Regions from separate parts of the Cricetulus griseus genome. Here region 1 is linked to region 2. The links are chromatin contacts, called in public Hi-C maps. All regions are on one chromosome and are shown on one strand. The core of a region is the stretch at or near the end of the contact, and the rest is flanking DNA. Distances in the headings are between cores, read along the strand shown. Region 1 holds the start of Rbm39 (RNA-binding protein 39). Region 2 overlaps Phf20 (PHD finger protein 20).

Region 1 (4,810 bases), core at 1,739-4,238, 84 kb before region 2:
CGCAAAGTCCATAGTTTTAAATCCTGAAGGACTTTCTCATCCCAAAGGGTATGACCAGTTTTCTAAGAAGCGAAGAAAACCACAGTTTGATGCTTTAGGCACAAGAACATAAGATTTCCACCACAAGAAGTTTAGAGCCCACCCTCCCAGGTTCCTTGTTCAAACTTACTTTTTGCTACGTTCTTCATGGCCGTTAGCACTGCTCAACTTGTTCTCATCCTAAGCAAGGTTGATAGAAGAACATCATGAGGACGAAGTGGTAACATTTCAAGTTGTCAAAGGGTAAAGGGAATAGGAATAAGAAAATACAAGACAATTTTAAAACTAATTACTTATTTAGTCTAACATGGAAGGCTATAAAAAAAATTTAGATGGTATATGTTTAACCACTTTGTTGCTAATAATTAAGTCATCAAGAAACAAAAAATTAAAATCTTTCCACATTAACATGTTATATTTTACTTTCTTACATTGTTTAGATAATAAATAAGTTAACCAGAGTTACAAAACGTTGAAGTGGTTATTATTTTTATGAAACATGAAGTCACTGAGTTTTATTCCATGTGCTATTGTCCCTTTTGTCGGTACCATGGCTCTATTTCTGCCTAAGCCCCAAGTGGCCATGCTAGCAGCCAGCCACTATCGATTTCCTGTGACCGATGCCATTCCTGAGATCTTCGCCCATTTCCGCTGGAGGGTTGGGACTGTAAGAGCTTGATGCCACCTCTGTCACACATCTCGCCCTGAAGCAAACAGGGATTCACACTGCTTTAGTAATGTTGACTCCCAAGAACCCAAGAAAAGTTAATTAATAATTCACCAGTCCAGCCTAAACATTTCCTACTTCCATACCTGTTTACATGGAATTACATCCACGTTAAACTAAGACAAGAAACATTAAAAACAGCAAACACGTCTTCAAGAGTCTAGCATTATAAATTATACTATTTTATAACTATCAGAATTCATCCAAAAGGAACCACATGGTCGTGCTACACTCCAAAACAAATGTATTATTTTAAATGGTTTAAGCGCAATGTTTATTTCAAAGTTTGAACACATCAGCTACGTAGTATATCTGCTAAGTTACAGAGGCTAAGGTTTGTGACACCAGTGATAATGCATGCATACTGCTATTTTCACCACCAAGTGGGGGAAGAAGGAAGAGTGTTTACTTTTACTCTGATACTGAAACGGGTCATATTGTATTACTAATCAAAATAACTCCTTTGTAGTTTTTAGTGTGAAATACTTCGGCAGGGCCTAATTAAAAACAAAATACTATGGAGAACAGTAAAACAGTCATCAAGTGACTCTAATTTGTGACATTGCCTCTTGCCTTTTGTTTTGGTGGTTTTATATTGTTTTGTTTTGGTTTCTGCTAATGTCTATTCAGGGATCCAAGAATTTCAGTAATTATTAACTGAAAAGCAGATCAGCACCTGCCTGTTTTAAGGTTACTATCGCCAGCCTTGTATCTATTTATATAAAATAAATTTTAAATCTCACCCATTTCTTCTTTAAAGACTCGTAAGATTTACTTGCCACAGACTGGTTATGATTTATTCTTGGACCCCTGCTATTTTCCCAAACCACTACATTCACCTTTTTTGCTATACCAAACTGGAGCTGGTAATTCTTAGTTGAGTCATTTTACCTAGGGGACCACGGTACAGCGATAAGTCACTCAATTACTACCTTATGATTGACAGTTCACACTGGAATCAAAGGTGAATTCATGGGAGTAGAGGTGAGATATCGTTAGGCAAGTCTACAAAGAGAGATAGATGGGCATTTATTCATCACGCTGAAGTGAAACTACTGCACAATATTATTACATCAATAGCATATATTTACTTTTGTAAGTTACACGTAATGCATCTCTGATAAGATAATCAAGAGGGCTCCGGGAAGGTTAGTTTACATTTCAGCAGTAGTTTCGTGAATAATGCTAAATTAAGAAACATATTAAAGCTCACTGGCATGTTTTTCTCACCTTCTTGTAAGGGGCCTCAAGCATCGCCTCAATATCAATATCGTCTGCCATTTTCTCTACACGCCTAGGGAAGAACAAGACAGTCCTGTTAAGTAAACAACGACTAATTCGTCTAAAAACACTCGACTCCTCGGCCTAAAAAAAAAAAAAATTCAGATTTTTGAGAAAAGTCCTTAGTTTAAAAAAAAAGCCCGACAACGACTAAAACTGCGCGACGCACGTCAACAACCAGAGGCTTGACGTGGGCGAGCAAACGCGAAGGGCTCCTCCTTCCAGCAAACGCACGGGCCGAGCCCCGCGTCTCATCGCGCAGGGCGGCCCCTGGGCCCCCGAGGCCCGACCGCAGCGGCGTACGGAGCGCACCCGGGGCTTCCTTCCGCACAAAACCCGCGCTGCCATCTTAGCGGCGGGGAGCGCCCTCCGCGGGGAGGGGTTGTGTACCGAGGCGGCGTTCGGCAGGCGCCATGTTGGAGGTCGCGACCAGCCCCGGCCTGCGAAGGGCAGACCCGTCCGCCCGCGGTGCCCTGGCCGCCACCCGAAGCCCAGCGGCGGACACGAGCCCGCCGCCCGCCCGCCTGCCCTCCCCGCCTGCCCTCGCCCACCAGCCCCGGCCGCGCGCCGCGAAACGCCGCCCCGCAGCGACAGGACGAGGGCGGCCGCGGGCGGCGCCACGCCGCGTACCTGTGCGGGCTTCCGCGCGCCTGTGCTCGGTTCGGGAGGCCGCCGCCGCCGCCGCCGCCGCCGCTACTGTTAAGCCCCTAGGCCCAGGCCGCGGTACCGCCCAACCCGAATATCGGGCCCCGAGGGCGTCTAGGCCCAAGCGAATCTAAAAGAAACAATGGGATTAAAGGAGCCCGCGCGGGAGAGCAGGGCAGCGGCTTCGGCAGCTCGGGATCCACCCCTGCGACAGCGTCCGTCGGCTGGCTCCCTGAAATGGCGGCCGCTGCTCCTCCGTACTCACATTCACCAACACACATACACACACACAAACACCCGGGGTCTCCCGGAGCCTCAGCACGGGCTCTCGCGAGAAACTGCCCGGCGTTCCAGACTGCAGGGGAGGGGGGACGAAATATCGCGAGATCTCGGGACGGCCGACACACCACCCCCACCCCCCCACCACCCCGGCGACGGTCGCCCAATCTCGTGCAATGATTGCGCCACAGACGAGCCCATTTCCCCTCCCCCTCCCGCTCGGGAAGGCCTCTCGGACTCCCACACCAGGTATGCGTCGGAATCTCGCGATGCTACGCCGTCGGTAGGGCGGAGGCAGTTGGGGCTCCGGCCGTCAATCTCGGGGAGAATGCCTTGCTTGCTTCGCTGTCACCCGCCGGTGTCGCCTCCTCGCGGGTGTGGACGCCCACCCCCCCCGCCCCCGCCTCCACCCAGGTGGCCGTCAAGGTCGCCATGAGGCGCCTATGACAGAACGTAGGGCCGCGGGGTGAGCGTTCGTGAGGACGCGCGCAGGCTGCGCCCGAGTGGGGAATAAAGACTTCCGTGTCCCTGTCCTCTGGTGTCGCCGCTGAGAGGCGACCGCCGTGCTGAAGCCACGGAAAACACCGGGACCCTGACGAGGGCGGGCGGGGAGGGAAGAAGTGCTTCTTCCCTCCTCTCCGGTTCCCTCACCGCGGGCGGCCTTGTACACCCTGAGTTCAGTGGGCTGTGCGTCAGGATTGAGGCTTTCTTGGATTTTGGCTGTCCACGTGTAAATTTACCGCTTTTTTAATCTGTTTTTTCCTGGAGTTTTTTTTTGCGGGGGGGGGGCGTTAATACTGTCGCAGAGGAAAAGCTGCGAGGTCATTGTAACTTTTGTTTCCCCCTTTCATAGGAAAGCAAACGTTTAAAAATAAAATGTGAAACCAATTTTGAACCCTGTCAGCAGCTTGAGGGTCTAAAAGAGTCACAGTGTGAACACCTTGATTGGTGTGTAGCTTCTGCAACGCTGTGTGACCTTGGGCGAGTCAATTAAGCTCTCGGGGCGTATATTTCACTTCCTCCTCATAAAGAAGGAGGGAGAATATTGTAATTAGTAGCAAGGGAAAGCTTGACACTGACCACCAAGGCTGCAAATGTTGATGGAATGAATTCCAGGTTTAGCAGGGAATGTCTATCCAGGTGAACTCCATGAAACGAATGAAGGCTCATTAGGAGAAGGGGTGAGGAATAAGCGACATGATGACTGAAATGCTGGAAAAATAATATTTTCATCATTGAAAACTTCTAGGGCTGACAATGCAGCTCTGTTGGCATATTGCTTACCTAGCATGCCTGATGGAGCATGTCTGTAATTCCAGCACTCAGAAAACAGGCAGGGGCCTCTTTGTGAACATGAGATCAGCCTACTGTGGGGAGCTCCAGGCCAGCCAGAACTACAAACAAGACCTAGAGGACATGTAACCATAAAGAGACTCAACACTCAGGAGGCAGAGGCAGGCAGACCTCTGTGAGTCTGAGTCCAGCCTGGTCTACAAAGCAAGTACCCTGACAGCCAGAACTACAAAGAGAAACCTTGTCTGGAAGAAGAGGAGGGGCAGGTGAGGGGATGGGAGGTTGGGGGGAGACTTGCTTTCTCTCTCAGACTTTATAGACTGCCTAAGATCCGGGATAGCTCCAACTGAAAACCTACACTTCCCAACTTCCCACCCAGTAAGGGGCCCTAGTCCTTCCTGCAGGCATTTTGACCATGGGGTGGAGGCAGACAGAGGTGGCCCTTACCATGAATGAGGATGGTCTTGCCCTCTGTTCTCTTTAGAGCTGTCCTTAACAATCCTGTCCTGGGATGACAAATCAAGGACAACCTGTGACACCTAGTGA
Region 2 (5,076 bases), core at 2,442-4,941:
GTTCTAAAGGGATCTGACATGGCCTTTGTAGACACTGCATGCATGTGGTACACAGATAGACTTGCAGGCAAAACACACGTCACAGCTGGGTATGGTTGTGCACACCTTTAATCTCAACATGGGGAGGCAGAGAGAGGCAAGCCTATCTTTATGAGTTCCAGGCCAGCCAAGGCTACAAACAAACAACCCCCCCATATTCTTATAAATAAGAAATAAAATATAATCTAATAATAACTCTTAAAAGTCTTAATAACTCTTAAAAGTGTGTACTGCTGTAATGTGAGCTCTTACTACGGAGCCATCTCTCCAGTCCCAGGTTAGGGTGCATTGAAATCACCCATTGAAGGTGCTGCAGCACTTGATAGTATATTGTTCTTCCCTGATGGTCTGGATGCTTTTTTGGTGTTTTTTACTTATTTTCCATTCTGTGTGTTAGGCTGGCAGCACGTGGCTTGGGCAGCCCTGCTTTTCTGCCTTTTTGATGCTGCCTCACTCTGTGTGCATTTTTGCTGACCTTCTTTCACTTTAACCAATTCTTTGAAGTACTTATAGCCCTTGCTGTATGGGTAGAAGGCCTTTTTTTTTTTCTTCTTTAATTTTTAAAAAATCACCTATTACTTATTTTTGTGTGTGCATGTCTGCACTTGTGCCACAGGATGTGTGGTCAGGAGATAACTTGTGGGACTTGTTTTCTTTGCCGAATAGGAACTGGGGATTGACTACAGATTGTCTGGCTTGGAAGCATCTGTTGGCTGGCTCTGTCTGTCTGTCTGTCTTTTGAAATGAAACCTCATTATGGCCTGGAACTCATTCTGCAGATTAGGCTGGCCTCGAACTCCACCTGCCTCTGCCTTTCAAATGCTGGGATTAAAGATGTGTGCTACCAACCTTGGTCCTCTTTTTCCCTCTGGTTTCCTTCCTTTCTCTCTTTTTAATGTGTCTGTTCCAACACCCGCAGAAGAGCATTGGATGCCCTGGATTTGGAGTTGCGGGTGGTTTTGAACTGCCTAACGTGCTGCTGGGATGTGCACTTGAGTCGTGTGTGGTCTGACTCTGAACCATCCCTCCAGCCCCTGAAGAGTGGCCTCACATATTGTCTTCTAAGGCGTCTCAGGCTTCCTAGTGTGTTTTGGAACTCTTTATTTCTTGATTGTTTACATATATATTTCCCAAGCACTCTTTATTTCTTCCTCTAGGTCAGTTGAACTCTCCATTGGAAGCTGGCCAGGTCTCATCTGTATTAACTTGCCACTCCTCTGGGGATGGACTGGGAGCTGCAGGCTTGGAGTTGAACTGCAAGTCAATGGGAGAAAACACTATGAAAACTGAACCGGTGTCTCCTCTTGCTGAGGCGCAGGAGGTTTCGACTGTTGAAGGTGTGTGTTTAGAATGAACTTAATTGTGTATACTTTTGTATATGTGTATACTTACTCTTTTACTTAAACTATAAGGTGTGTGTTTGTTTGTTTGTTTTCTGAGACAGGGTTTCTCCGTGTAGCCCTGGCTATCCTGGAACTTGCTCTGTAGGCGAGGCCTGCCTCTGCCTCCTGAGTGCTGGGACTAAAGGTGAGCACCCCAGCCACCACCCAGCTCATTAGTAATATTTTAAGGCCTTCACACCTATACTATAATCTCCACATTAGAGAAGCAGAAGTAGAAGCATTGTCACATGTTCAAGACCAGCCTCATTTAAGTAGAGGGCTCCAGGCTAGCCAAGGTTTCACAGTGAGGCGATCTCAAAAGATACATACATACATACATACATACATACATACATACATACATACATACATACATACATACATACTGGAATAAAAGCCCGAGTGAGTGAGTGAGTGTGTGTGTGTGTGTGTGTGTGTGTGTGTGTGTGTGTGTGTGTGTGTTTCAGACAATCTCACTATGTAGCTCTGGCTGTCCCCTATGTAGACCAGGCTGGCCTATAACTCACAGAGATCTTCCTACCTCTCTCTTCCCAGTGCTGAGATTAAAGATGTACGCCACCATTCCTGGAAAAATTCTTTAATTTAATGCTATGCTCCATTCATTTCTGATTTTGTTACTATATTCTCTTGTGGTAAATTTGACTATCATCAATTTTATTGATCACTTCAAAGAGGTAACCTGGTTAGTTTCTCTATTGTTTTGTCTCTAAAAGATTTGTCCTAGCTTTCTAGGATCTTATAGTTGTTTTAGCCCTGTCATCTTTTCCCCCAGTATGTGTGTGTTTGTGTTTGTATATGTATGGTTGCACATCTACCCATTTAATCAGTAGATGTTAAATGCATGTAAGTTCCAGACCTTATTCTAAACTGTCTTACTTGTGAATGTTCTGTATGTACAGAACATAGATTCATGTGGTTTCTAGATCAGTAGCTCTAACCTCCATAGTCTTGGTGGTTGCTGGTTTATTATAAAGTGAACAGAAAGGCATTTGCCACAGAGCATTAGAAGCCAACAAGTGTTGCAGTTTTAAGTAGGTCTATTTACCATAATGCCTAAAAGAATTGTAGTTTTCACAAACTTAGGTTCTTTAGGCTGTTTGTTTGTTTGAGACTCACTTTGTAGCCCAAGTTGGCTTAGCACTCACTGTGTAGCCCAGGCTATCCCCAAACTCCTAGCCATTCTTCTGTCTCAGCCTCTGAGCGCTAGAATTGCAGGCATAAGTCTCCTGGTTCTGTTTTCTTAAGACTAGTCTTAGATATGTAATCATTCTACTTTGGGAAGTTGTGTCTATAGCCCACTGTATCACCAAGTGGGCTTATCAATTTAAGCCCTCCTGTGTTTTTTTGTCTAACAGAATGGATAATCAAGATGTGAACTCCAGAAGCCCTTAAAATAAATACTGAGAATAGAATGTCCGCACCCCTGTGTGCCTGCTGTGGAGGAACTAAACTCAGAACTCCCTCTCTGAGTCCTCCTGTGTGCCAAAGAGTTCTGGCTGTTCATTTTACAAAGATGAATGGGCATTCTTGGGCTTAGTGTTCTTAACTGCCTCCGGGAGAGAGGTGCGATTTCGGCAGGAGTGGAGGAAGGGTCTTGGAAGGTGCCAGGTAGTCATTTGAAGATGGGCGCAAAGCACTGTGTGGCCCATGAGCCTATCAGGTGTGTGCTTTTTAACTTAACTTAATTGCAGGCTTCCTAAAATAGGTTAAGACCTAACCAGAAAATTGCTGTCAATCTGAGGCCATTTGCTTTGAGGAATTTGTGGAGTTCTTGACTTTGAAGTTAAGTCTAACTTTATAGTAGACAAAGGAGCCCGATAAGTTGCAAGAAGAAGCAACTCATTCAAAACTCTCTGCTTCTATGAATTGCTAGTGTGGTCCCAAATCCTGCCCTCCTGCCGTGTCCCCATCCCACCTGATGAGCTGCTGGGTCACATCTGTGAACACAGGAGAGGAGAGCACAATTGCTGCCTGGAGGGATTTTGTACAATGTAAGGTGCAGGCCCATCTGTTTCCTAGGTGCTTGTTTGTCACAGTCTTGTGTCCACTCTGAATGAGAGGCAGCATGCAGTAGATGATCAGGACTTAAGCCTTTGTAGCTAAAGGGAGACAATTGTCCTAGAAGCAGAATAGTGTTCCTGGGGTTTGTTTTGAAACAAGGGCTCTGTGGGAAATACAGATGATACAGAAAGCTTGCCGGGAGGAAGGCCACTAAAGACTCATGCTCCAGGAATGTGTTATATAAGTGAACAGGAAACGGGCTGAGATGTCAGCAGAACAGCCACAGGGAGCAGGGGCTGCTAGATGCAGCATAGTTACTGGGTAGTGACTGTTCTATAGGTTACCGCCGCAGCTTTGGTGTTCCCAAACCTAGATGGAGTCATGTCTGTGTGAGAGACTCCTAGGCAGCAGTTGCAGCTGGCATAAACAACATGTCAGAGAAGGCTGGCAGCTGGGCCTCCCAAAGCTCAGCCCAGGCACCTGGGGCAACACTGCCATCTTATGGAATGGATGTTTAGTGCTTTCTCTTGGTGTATATTTGTGTAGAAATTGATATTCTGTGGGAGAGCTGGGAAATGTTCACTGGGACCAGGCGCATGGAGGTCAACAGACATCTTTATGACTCACTCACTCTCTTTTACCTTTTACGTGGGTTTTGGGAATCAAAATCACACAGTCAACATAGACAGCAGGCACCTTTACTCACTGAGCTGTCTCGTTGGCCCTCAAAATACTTATCTTATATATTTTTCCTGAGCACACACATACACATGTGTACATATGTGAACATATATGTATGTATTATCTTTTTTCTTAGTGATAAGGACTGAACCATAGATTCACCCTACTGAGTACATAGTCTGTTACTGAGCTACGTGCCTGGTTATGCCTTCTTTTCTCCTGCGGTGCTAGACTGAGCTCAGGGCTTTGTGCAAATCAAGTAAGGGGTTATACCCCTGAGTTATACCCTCAACCCTGAGTATATTGTTAAGTGAGTCTAATTTGAAATTATCTCAGGCCCATGAAAATGTTGTAAATATAGTACAGAGAAGAGGAGCATGGTGGCTCACACATGTAATCCCCCCATTTGTGAGGCTGAGGATGGAGGGTCACTGTGAGTTTGAGACTACCCTGGGCTACCCAGTTAGTTCAAAGTCAGCCTGGGCTACAGGTTTGTTCAAGGCCGATATGGGACACAGAGTGAAATTCTGTCTCAACAACAACAGTTAGTAGGTAGAATTTCCGTAACTGTCTCTTATGTGGGGGAACGTGATGAAGCAACGCCGGATAGGACAGGAGGTGGTACAGGCATTAAAGGAGTGTTGCTTTAGAGTTTCTCAACAGGCGCGCGCGCGCACACACACACACACACACACACACACACACACACACACACACACACACACACACACACACACACACACACACACACACACACACACACACACCATATATATATACTCCCTGTTCATCTGCTTTCTTCAGTTTGCCAGGTACTGGTATTGCAAGCAGCTGTCACTACACTCAAGTCACTGTTTTTTGAGACAGGGTTTCTCTGTGTAACGGCCTCAGCTATCCTAGAACTTGGTTGGTAGACCAGGCTGGCCTCCAACTCAGAGATCCGCCTACCTCT

What was found. A called contact is a pair of places that touch in the nucleus more often than the background predicts.
Region 1: a Hi-C map of the CHO-K1 cell line shows a contact between it and region 2, with 4 times the contacts expected there. The contact joins the promoter of Rbm39 here to the enhancer-like site in region 2. A contact is called at or near these places in 5 of 8 Hi-C or Micro-C datasets (the CHL-YN cell line, the CHO-K1 cell line, the CHO-S cell line and 1 more).

Annotation. Positions count from the first base shown.
Region 1 is chr6:23,402,311-23,407,120 of CriGri-PICRH-1.0, reverse strand. It overlaps Rbm39 (RNA-binding protein 39), which reads right to left and starts at 2,988. Exons shown (of 17, transcript XM_027421326.2): 1 at 2,678-2,988; 2 at 1,997-2,060; 3 at 170-219. The coding sequence starts at 2,047. LOC118239063 (a long non-coding RNA gene) reads left to right here and starts at 3,119. Exons shown (of 3, transcript XR_004770504.1): 1 at 3,119-3,220; 2 at 4,291-4,530.
Region 2 is chr6:23,318,881-23,323,956 of CriGri-PICRH-1.0, reverse strand. Phf20 (PHD finger protein 20) reads left to right here. Exons shown (of 16, transcript XM_027421324.2): 7 at 1,197-1,376. Among named protein-coding and RNA genes, the nearest start is that of Scand1, 33 kb to the right of the region's middle. Within about 2 kb of position 3,691, at least 2 of the 6 cell types and tissues checked have open chromatin away from gene starts, as enhancers often do. A contact at or near this core is called in the CHO-K1 cell line and fibroblasts, where this site is marked.